Linked DNA regions of Mus musculus: region 2 is linked to region 1. The links are chromatin contacts, called in public HiChIP or PLAC-seq maps. All regions are on one chromosome and are shown on one strand. Each heading gives the region's core, a stretch centred on a gene start, on an enhancer-like site or on the middle of the called end of the contact. The rest is flanking DNA. Distances are from core to core; before and after follow the strand shown. Region 1 overlaps Cpe (carboxypeptidase E). Region 2 overlaps Gm40501 (a long non-coding RNA gene).

Region 1 (4,689 bases), core at 1,146-3,645:
TATTCGTTTGTAGATTTAAAAATCAGACTTCTGTGATCAACAGAGACAATGTTACTTGATGCTAATTGTTGGTGGTGTGATTTTTAAATAGGTCACCTACAATCAGTGAGTTTGTACCGACAAATCATTGAAATCTGCTAAACATCGCTTACATATAACTATCATTGATTTAAAACTATTATTCATGAAAACTATCTTTTTCCAAAATGCTTATAACAAATATTTTAAATTGGGCACCTTCATGAGTGTCCTGATAAAGTAGTGAACACAGCAGTACTGGGAGGATATTGCAATAGACAATCTCAGGAATTAGTTTTTGAGGGCAGTGATGGGGACGTTAAGAAGGTATTGACAGTACTAATAAGCAGTGGTGGTTTTTCTGTTGTCTCCTTTAGCCCGGCGAGCTGAAGGACTGGTTTGTGGGCCGCAGCAACGCCCAGGGAATAGATCTGAACCGTAACTTCCCAGACCTGGACAGGATCGTGTATGTTAATGAGAAAGAAGGCGGTCCTAACAATCACCTGCTGAAGAATCTGAAGAAAATTGTGGACCAAAATTCAAAGGTAGCATGTGTGTGGCTTTCCCGGGGTCTGCCGCATAGCTGGGGAAGTATGTTTCAGTGTCTTCGGTACAGTGAATGACACAGGAGTGACATGAATCGTTTTTGCTTTTGTTTTTGTTTTTTTTTCCTGTTTTCAAGACACGGTTTCTCTCTAGTCTTGGCTGTCCTGGAACTTACTCTGTAGTCCAGGCTGGCACTGAACTCAGAGATCTGCCTGCCTCTGCCCTCCTGTGTTGCTGGGCGTAGTATGTGCTATACATCTTGAGTTACGTTTGACTCAAGGCTAAGGCTGGAGCGGCTGGAGTCTGGGACTTTGCTTCACTCTGAGGACTAAGGATAAATTGTGAAAAAGGAAGGGGGCGGGGGAGCAGAAAACACAGCAGTGAGTCTTGCCTGGAGGAAGCCCTTTCCCCACCTGACCACCAAGTTCTGCAGGACTCCACAGTGTTGATCTTTGTCCTTTCCCTCTAAACCTTCTCCTGCAAAATTTCACATCACCTGCTGTCTTAGTGAGGGTTTTACAGCTGTAAACAGACCCCATGAGCAAGACAACTCTTATAAAGGACAACATTTAATTGGGGCTGGCTTACAGATTCAGAGGTTCAGTCCATTACCATCAAGGCAGGAGCATGGCAGAATCCAGGCAGGCATGGTGCAGCGGGAGCTGAGAGTTCTACAGCTTCATTTGAAGGCTGCTAAAAGTCTGGCTTCCAGGCAGCTACATGACTGTCGTAAAGCCCATGCCCACAGTGACACATCACTCCAACAAGGCCACTCCCACTCCAACAAGGCCACACCCACTCCAACAAGGCCACACCTTCAAATAGTGCCACTCCCTGGGTCAACAATAGTCAAACTATTATACCTACCTTTTCTATTGCCCCTCAACTCTGCTGAGTTTCTTTCCATACCCTGTCTGTCTTGGAGGAGACACAGCCTTCCTCCGGGTCCCTTGCATTCACCTACTTCCCAGTACTCATATCCTTGCCTGGCGTGTTCCCATCAGCTGTATTAAGAGCCCCTAAAATTCCACATCTCTAATTCCTTCCAGACCTCCAGGGAACGTCTGTTGTTCCGTTGCCCTTGCTCACAGGGTCCCCTTATCAGGTGGTACCTAGGACCCCAAGCTCAGCTTATCTAGAAAGAAGTGTTTCCCCTTAGAACAGTTTTTGTTTCCCTCATCCCTACCATCCCGTCTTTCACTTCCTATCTCTGTCGCTGCTCACAGCAGTTAGCCCTTATTTCCCAAAGACTTGACCTCCTGACCCCATTCATTTCCATCTCAGTTCCTGGCTTAGTTCAGCCCCATTGTCTTCTCTTCCTTCTTCTTGTTCTTTCTTTTTTTTTTTTTTTTTTAATTTCAATTTTTTTTGGAGATAGGGTCTTGCTACTTAGCCCAGGCTAGCCTTTGACATCCTTTTACTTCTATCCCCAAGTGCTGCTGCATCTGCCCTGTGGTGTCTGTTACTTCCAGGATGTTCTTAAGTGAGGTTTTGGAAAGTAGAATCTCATTATAGCTCCAAGACCCTTCAGACAGATGCCCTGTGGATGCTGTGGATGCTGGCTCTGGTGGTCATCTGCTCTAGTCATACCCCCAAGTGTACCATCTGCTAACAATACAGTGTTCACATTGGCTGCTGTTCTAATTGATTAGAATATTCTTCCCTTCCACTTTGAGTTACTTCCTCCACGTGACCTTCCCCTCTCGGACACAGCTCCTGTTTGATGTTCCTTGTGTTCTGCAGTGGGGGTGCTGTTCTTATAGAGCTGCATGTGTCTGACAGCATAGTCATTTATTTATAGGGTTGCTTGCTCTTTGACTTCAGACTTCAGTCCATTGCTTGTGATGATTCATAGCTGAGCCTGACACATAGTCAGCTGAGGGCCTCATATGAGTAAGTATACACAAGGCTCACCAGTGAATTGCTGTGTCTGAAGAATGAACCCAACGGAAATCAACAGCTGGAGTTCAGACAGGCATCCATCGTGTGCAGAGACACTGGGAGGGGCTGAGTGGGACAGAGGAGGGCAGTGTAATCATCTGTAAGGTATAAGATGAAAGGCAGGCCTTGGAGGCTGGCTCTGGTATTTGTCCACATACTTTCTCTAGTGCATGCATTCATGTCTTTAACTCTGAGAAAGGAGGAAAATAATTCCTGTTGCCCCTCTTAGAAAAACTGTGAGAATCTCTTCTTCATAGGAGGACTGATTGGCAACTTGGTGCACATGAGATTGTTTCCAGCCAGTATGGCTGTTTCCCTCTCTAGTTAAACCCAAGTCTTGCGTGCATGATTGCTCTATGGTGTTGGCATACAATTGCTTTGGGCAGTCTCATTAAGAGATGCCAATGGAACCTGGAGAGATGGCTTATTGGTGAAGAGCACTTGCTGCTCGTACAGAAGACCTGAGTTTGGTTCTGAGCGCCTATGTTGGGAAGATCACAATCACTGTAACACCAGTTCCACGGGATCTGGCGCCCTCTTTTAGCCTCTGGATGCACTTGCATTCATGGGCACATACTCACAGGCATACATAATTACAAATAAAAATAAATCTTAAAAAAGACATGCTAATGTACATTTAAAATGAGAGCTTTCATTTAAAATACCCATTGCTGCTTTTAAATGAAAGAAAATGTTACATAATTAAACTTTAATTCATTACTCAAGATAAGAGCAAGGTTTTTTGTTGTTCTTTGTTTTGTTTTTTGTTTTTTGTTTTTTGTTTTTCTTTTTTTTAAGACAGGGTTTCTCTGTGTAGCCCTGGCCGTTCTGGAACTCACTTTGTAGACCAGGCTGGCCTCGAACTCAAAGATCCACCTGCCTCTGCCTCTTGAGTGCTGGGATTAAAGGTGTGCACTGACAAGAGCAAGATTTATTTACTATAGTAAATCTTTAGTGGTTTGAATAATAATGGCCCTCGTGGACTCATGTATTTGAATACTTGCTTCTCAGTTGGTGAAACTGTTTGGGAATTAGGAGGTGTTAAAGGAGGATGTCCTATCCCTTCCCTGCTGATCATGGACTCTAACCCTCTGAAACTGTAAGACCCATGTAAACCATTTCTTCTATAAGTTGCTTTGGTGCCAAATCACAGCAATAGCAAAGTATCTAGTAAAAGGTAACTAATAATTCATGTCTGGTTCCCCTCCTTTACTTTTGACATTAAGAATAAAACAACATTTAGACTCAGAGCAAGTGATTCAATAATGGCCTACATAGTCTTCATTTTCAAGTTCCTATTTCTCACCATAGCATCTTTACCCCTCAAAAAGGGCTTTGCTTCTCAAGATTTATTTTGTTTTGTGTGCCAGGAATCATGGTTTAGGATGCAGAGTTCCTTGGATACAAATTCAGGGTCTGTGGATGACAGATGACAGGAAAAAAAAAATCCTATTTCCTTAGGAAGCCCTGCAGATATCACCGTGTTCCAGTGAGACACCATTAGGGACCAATACCGTCCTCATTTTTCAGACATTAGGAATAAAATTCTTCTCTCACTTTCCCAGTTTTACTCCTAAGTCATTTCTCATCTAGCCCCAAGCTTCTCAGCCTGGCTGCCTCCACGGTTGCTTGAGTTCAGCTCGTGAGCCTTGGCCTGAATTGCTCGAAGACAGCAGGGCTTAAAATACATCTGATAATTTATTAGTGTTATGCTTCTCTTCACTGGCTGGAGTTGTGAAGGAATCTGAATAAATATAGCGTTAACATATTTTAAATGCCAAAGCCATCTCGTTATAGAACATGTCACTGAGTTATTCTTAGAGTCTTTAAAATGGAAAAGTTCAGAAGTTTTAACAAATTTGTTTATTTACTTATTTGTGTGTGTGCATGTGGGTGTTTTGGGGGTTGTTGTAAGTGTGCATGGAGGTCAGAGGGCAACCTTTGGGAGCCACTTTTCTTCTGCCTTGTGGGTCCTTCAGATAAACTCAGATTATCAGGCTTAGCAACAAGCCCGTTTGCCTCCTGAGCCATCTTGCCAGCACATGTACAGGGGTTTTAAAAATTTAAAGTCATAAATGGTTGTGTAGTGTTCCAGGGTCTTGCTTTTAGGGGTTCTCCACAGAATGGATCAGTTAGATAGGTAACTATAGTAACCAGGGACTCACAGTATTAGTCAGGACAGAA
Region 2 (4,535 bases), core at 94-2,593, 260 kb before region 1:
TCTTTTTAAGCAATCTGGTTGAGTTGGGTCCTGTATGAAGCTAAGTTTGTGTGACCTGACTTATCTGAGTTAGACTATGAGGGATAATTCCTCATTTGCCACATTCCTAAAACGCATTGTTAAAAGTCATCACTCAGTGGGTAGAATCACTCAGCACTCTGAAAACTCTAATTCTGAATAATTATGCTGAATTACTTGAAGAACTCAAGCAAATTAAAGTCTGGCTTATAACATTCCTTTGGAGATCTGTAAGTCTGTACTTTAAGGCACTTCTGGAATAAGACACAAATTCTCACAATTTCCAAGAAGAGTATTATTTGGACCGGTTTTGACAAATAGATAAAAATCATTTTAATTATCCTATCATTCATATGCAAATAAATGCTGTTGGAGAACCTCAGGCATCCTCCAAAAGGCTTCCAGAGTAAAGCTAGTAGTTCCTTGGTGTGTTTTTTTCCCTCCGCAAACAATTTATGCAGCAAACACTCTCTTCAGAGAAAGCACAGTGGTTGCAATCTCGCCATGGTAGAATCTTCCAGCTCCTTAGGTGTCGTGATTATTTAGTGACAGGTCACTACAGTCCTCATCATTTTACTACTCTAGTGTTAATTGTGCCATGTATTTAAAACCTTCTGGGACAAAAAGCCCAGATGGCAGTTCCTTGTGGTTTCATTTTAGCTTCAACACTAACCAGGATTCTGAAAAATAATATGGGTTTGGGGGTCGATTTGCTGATGAATATTTACCGGCTTCTTTGTCTTCATGAGCGATGTGCTGGGAGATAGTGAAGACCTTGTAAGAAAAAAAAAAAAAAGTTGGAAAATGATGAAAACTAGCCATAGTCCACTAAGGTGAGGGAGGGGTTTAGGAGCCGGTCCAGGCTGGATGAGTCCCTTAGTATGGGACTATGAAGAAGGTCATAAGCCACTCAGCCATCTAGTGGTTTGTTGTGTCTTCCCCATCGCCCCGCTCAGGACTCACGAAATTCAGACTCACTGTCTAGATAGTCAAGGATGGCCCTGACTTTCTGATCCTCCCACCTGGTGCTGGTTAACAAGTGTGTACCACACGTGGAGCCAGAGATCACTGAACCTAGGACTTCACGCACGCTAGACAAGCATTCTTCCTACTGAGCCGCATCCTGAGCTCCACGGACTGGTTCCTTCTGCTCAGGAGAATTATGGTAATGGTTGATCAATGTGCTTCTGTAAGCTGTGAGACCTTCGTTAGCTTACAGACGACTTATGGAAGGAAACCGAAAAACCGAAGAAAAGACTGACCTAAGGATAAAATGTGTGGAGGCGAGCTTGGCCAGACTCCAGGTGAATATCAGCCAAAGTTCAACGGAAGTCTGCACTGTACACAGAGCAGAGATGAGTCAGGGAAGGGAGCGGGTGAGCTGTGATCCTCCTTGCCCTCGGGGGTCGTCATCGTATACTGGTCCACAATGGCAAAGGGAGCCGGGATAACTGGTGTCCAGAAGCTCCGTGAGTATGTACGGTGAAGGAGACATACCAGGACCGCTGCAGGGAGGCCCATCACCTTTACTTAGGGTGATTCAGGTTTATATAATTTGGAGAACGCAGGGGAATCTCAGGTGCTAGCTGAACGGGTTCTTGTCAGGAGAAAGTAAGCTGAACCTGTAATCTAACTAAAACTGTCTATAGTTAGAGGTGTGTGTGTGGGGGGGGGGGGGTTAATTCCCCAGACAAGGTCAGAGAAGGAAGTGGAAGCCCTGCCAACAAGGGAGTCCTCCCTTCTGTGATGAACTGGGAGGGTATCTGGTTAATGGTAGACTTCGACCTTAATTAGCAGAGTTTTCCCACAGCGAGTCTTCCAGATAGATCCTCAAATGTACATTTTGTGGAGGAAGAGATAGAGCTATAGATCACAGCGTACAAGAAAGGGGTCCCTGTCTTCCCTCCATCGCCTCTGCCATGGACATCTTCCATTTATTAAGGTGCCACTCAAAAGCCACTTCTTCTGTTACCTTCTCTACTTTTCCTAACTAAAAATAATCCCTCTCATGTAGGAAATTCTCCTGTTCATACAGCACTTTCTCTTTGTGTATTGGTCACCTATGTGTTTACATTTTAAATTATATAGTCTGCAGCCTATCTAACAGAGTTCTGTCTAAATACCAATAAAAACCTTTTGTTGTTATGATTATCTTGAGATGTGGTCTTGTTATGTAACACATGTTGGCCTGGAACTCTTTCTGTATCCCAGGCTAGAATGGGACTCTAACCATCCTGTCTCAGCTACCCAAGTGCTGGGATTATAGACACACCTCAACTGGCTGTTGATGTTAGTATTTAATAAATAATTCCTAGGACCTTTTTTTAAATGGACATATTTCTTAACCTTGTCCAGACTTAAAAGAGAAACAGTTTTATTTTGTTTTTCCTCATTTGCTATTTTTTTTTTTTTTTTTTTAGATCCAGGTGGCCCATTTGAGTTGTTAGAGAAACACACTCTCTAGCAGGTGCTTCTGATCAATTCCCTGTAGTCTAGACAGGGTGATCTATATAGCTTATTCTTGCTGCAGGGAAAGCAAAATAAGGAAGGTATTCCGGCTTCATGACTTTTTCCTTTCTTTCAATAATTGCCATATATAAACTCCACCTGTTTACTTCTCCCTTTTCTCATGAATCCTGACTGTAGATCATTTAAAGTTCCCACCCAGAGCATTCCATTAACTCTGTGCTATGACTCAAATCAGTCAGTTGCCATCATCATTATTGTCCTTGTGGGCTTCTTCCAGGGGGTGGAGTCTTGGTGGCCTTAGCTTTTCTTTTTTTCTCTTTTGAATGAAAGTCAACTAGTTAGGTTTACATCCAATCCAACACTGAATAGCTTTATGTTACTAATTATCAGAGGGCCAAACAGTTCACTTGATATAAAGTAGCTAAATGTAACTCAATGTAAAAAGTTGAAAATGTTTGCAACTCTTACTAGGCTCAAGGAAGCCATTAAAAGATGACGTTAACAGTGAGAAGCTGCTTTGCACCTGATGAAAAATTCATAGTTCAAAGAAAGATGCTTTCTTCTGTCCATGAGCACTAGAGAATTTTTACGCCCTGAGGGAAGAGTGACAGATTAACATTCTGACAGATAAAACAGTGTTAATTTGTCATTTCTTCTCCTGGGAAATACGTGAGAGGCTCAATGACAATGACAATGATGATGATGATAAAGAAGAAAGACCACACCATCCATCAAGTATAGTGATGAAACACTGAATGAGTGAGTGAGTAAGTGAATGAATGAATGAATGAATGAATGAATAGAGGAAACCAATTGCTCTAATTCAAAGAAGTAGGAATGTGTGTTAGAGAGCCTCCTGGAGAGTGAGGGTTGCTCTCACCTTCCGCAAAGCCTCTGGCCCATTCTGGAAATCTTCACTGCCACTAGTACTGAGGCATCCTGCATTGAAAAAGGCACCCGTCTGCTTGTTCTGTCTCAGCTGGGCATTGCACGACCCTGCCAGTGTTTTCTGATCTTTGCACATCTTCACAAGATGGTGACAGCAAAGCAGATGACCTCTGACCTTTGCGCTATCTGTTCTCCATCAGAACTTTTTCCTTTCCTTTCCTTTCCTTTCGTTCGTTGAGTGAAGAAAGAAATGGTGAGCTCATCAGTAAATGACATCACAACTGCCTCTCGAGAGGATAGATCAGAGCTGGTGAGATGGCTCAGCTGGTATAGACACTTTCCATAGCTTAATGACCTGAGTTCAATCCCTAGGACTCACACGATGGAAGGAGAATCTCTTAAAAAGTTGACTTCAGCCGGGTGTGGTGGCACATGCCTTTAATCCCAGCACTCGGGAGGCAGAGGCAGGCCGATTTCTGAGTTCGAGGCCAGCCTGGTCTACAAAGTGAGTTCCAGGACAGCCAGGTATATACAGAGAAACCCTGTCTCAAAAAAAAAAAAAGTTGACTTCAATATGCACACCATGGCATGTGTGCCCCCAAACCTAAACATCTCTCTCTCTCTCTGATCTGTGTGTGTATGTTTCTCTGTTTCTGTCTCCATCTCTCTCTCTCTCTCTCTCTCTCTCTCTCTGTATGTCTCTATCTCCCAGAAATAAATATATGTAATAAAAAATAAAACAAGAATAATGAATACTCCTGGATGCTTTCATGTCTAGATTATTACTTGTGTGGATTTGGTCCTGGAGTTTAATGGTTTAATTATCAGGGAGTGGGGAGACAGGGATCCTTCTGTTATTGGGAATCTCTCCTTCATATTCCTTTATTGATCCTTCTGTCGCACATATACAGACAGTCAGTCTGTCTAGAGAGCCAATTAAATGATTTTAAAATAAAGTCTACTTAGCTGGGCATTGTAGGTAGGACCATACCTGAGAGGTGGTTCTATCAGAAAGTAGGTTGGATTAAAAGATGGGGCTCAGAGCTAAACAAAGAATTCTCACCCGAGGAATACCGAATGGCTGAGAAGCACCTGAAAAAATGTTCATCATCCTTAATCATCAGAGGAATGCAAATCAAAACAACCCTGAGATTCCATCT

Evidence for each region. HiChIP or PLAC-seq counts read pairs in DNA pulled down with a chosen protein or histone mark.
Region 2: a contact with region 1 is called in a FOXA1 HiChIP or PLAC-seq map of pancreatic cancer cells. The contact joins two enhancer-like sites. A contact is called at or near these places in 1 of 15 datasets of contacts at CTCF or cohesin (large pre-B cells), 8 of 484 Hi-C or Micro-C datasets (CD8 T cells, the G1E-ER4 cell line, bone marrow-derived macrophages and 2 more), 1 of 115 datasets of contacts at active chromatin or transcription factors (pancreatic cancer cells) and 2 of 9 other capture datasets (adipose tissue and liver).

What each region holds. Positions count from the first base shown.
Region 1 is chr8:64,613,412-64,618,100 of GRCm38.p6, reverse strand. Cpe (carboxypeptidase E) reads left to right here. Exons shown (of 9, transcript NM_013494.4): 3 at 396-563. Among named protein-coding and RNA genes, the nearest start is that of Cpe, 77 kb to the left of the region's middle. Within about 2 kb of position 2,395, at least 42 of the 459 cell types and tissues checked have an H3K27ac peak or open chromatin away from gene starts, as enhancers often do. A contact at or near this core is called in pancreatic cancer cells, where this site is marked.
Region 2 is chr8:64,874,664-64,879,198 of GRCm38.p6, reverse strand. It overlaps Gm40501 (a long non-coding RNA gene), which reads left to right. Exons shown (of 3, transcript XR_870468.2): 3 at 975-2,202. Among named protein-coding and RNA genes, the nearest start is that of Gm40501, 4.1 kb to the left of the region's middle. Within about 2 kb of position 1,343, at least 24 of the 459 cell types and tissues checked have an H3K27ac peak or open chromatin away from gene starts, as enhancers often do. A contact at or near this core is called in pancreatic cancer cells, where this site is marked.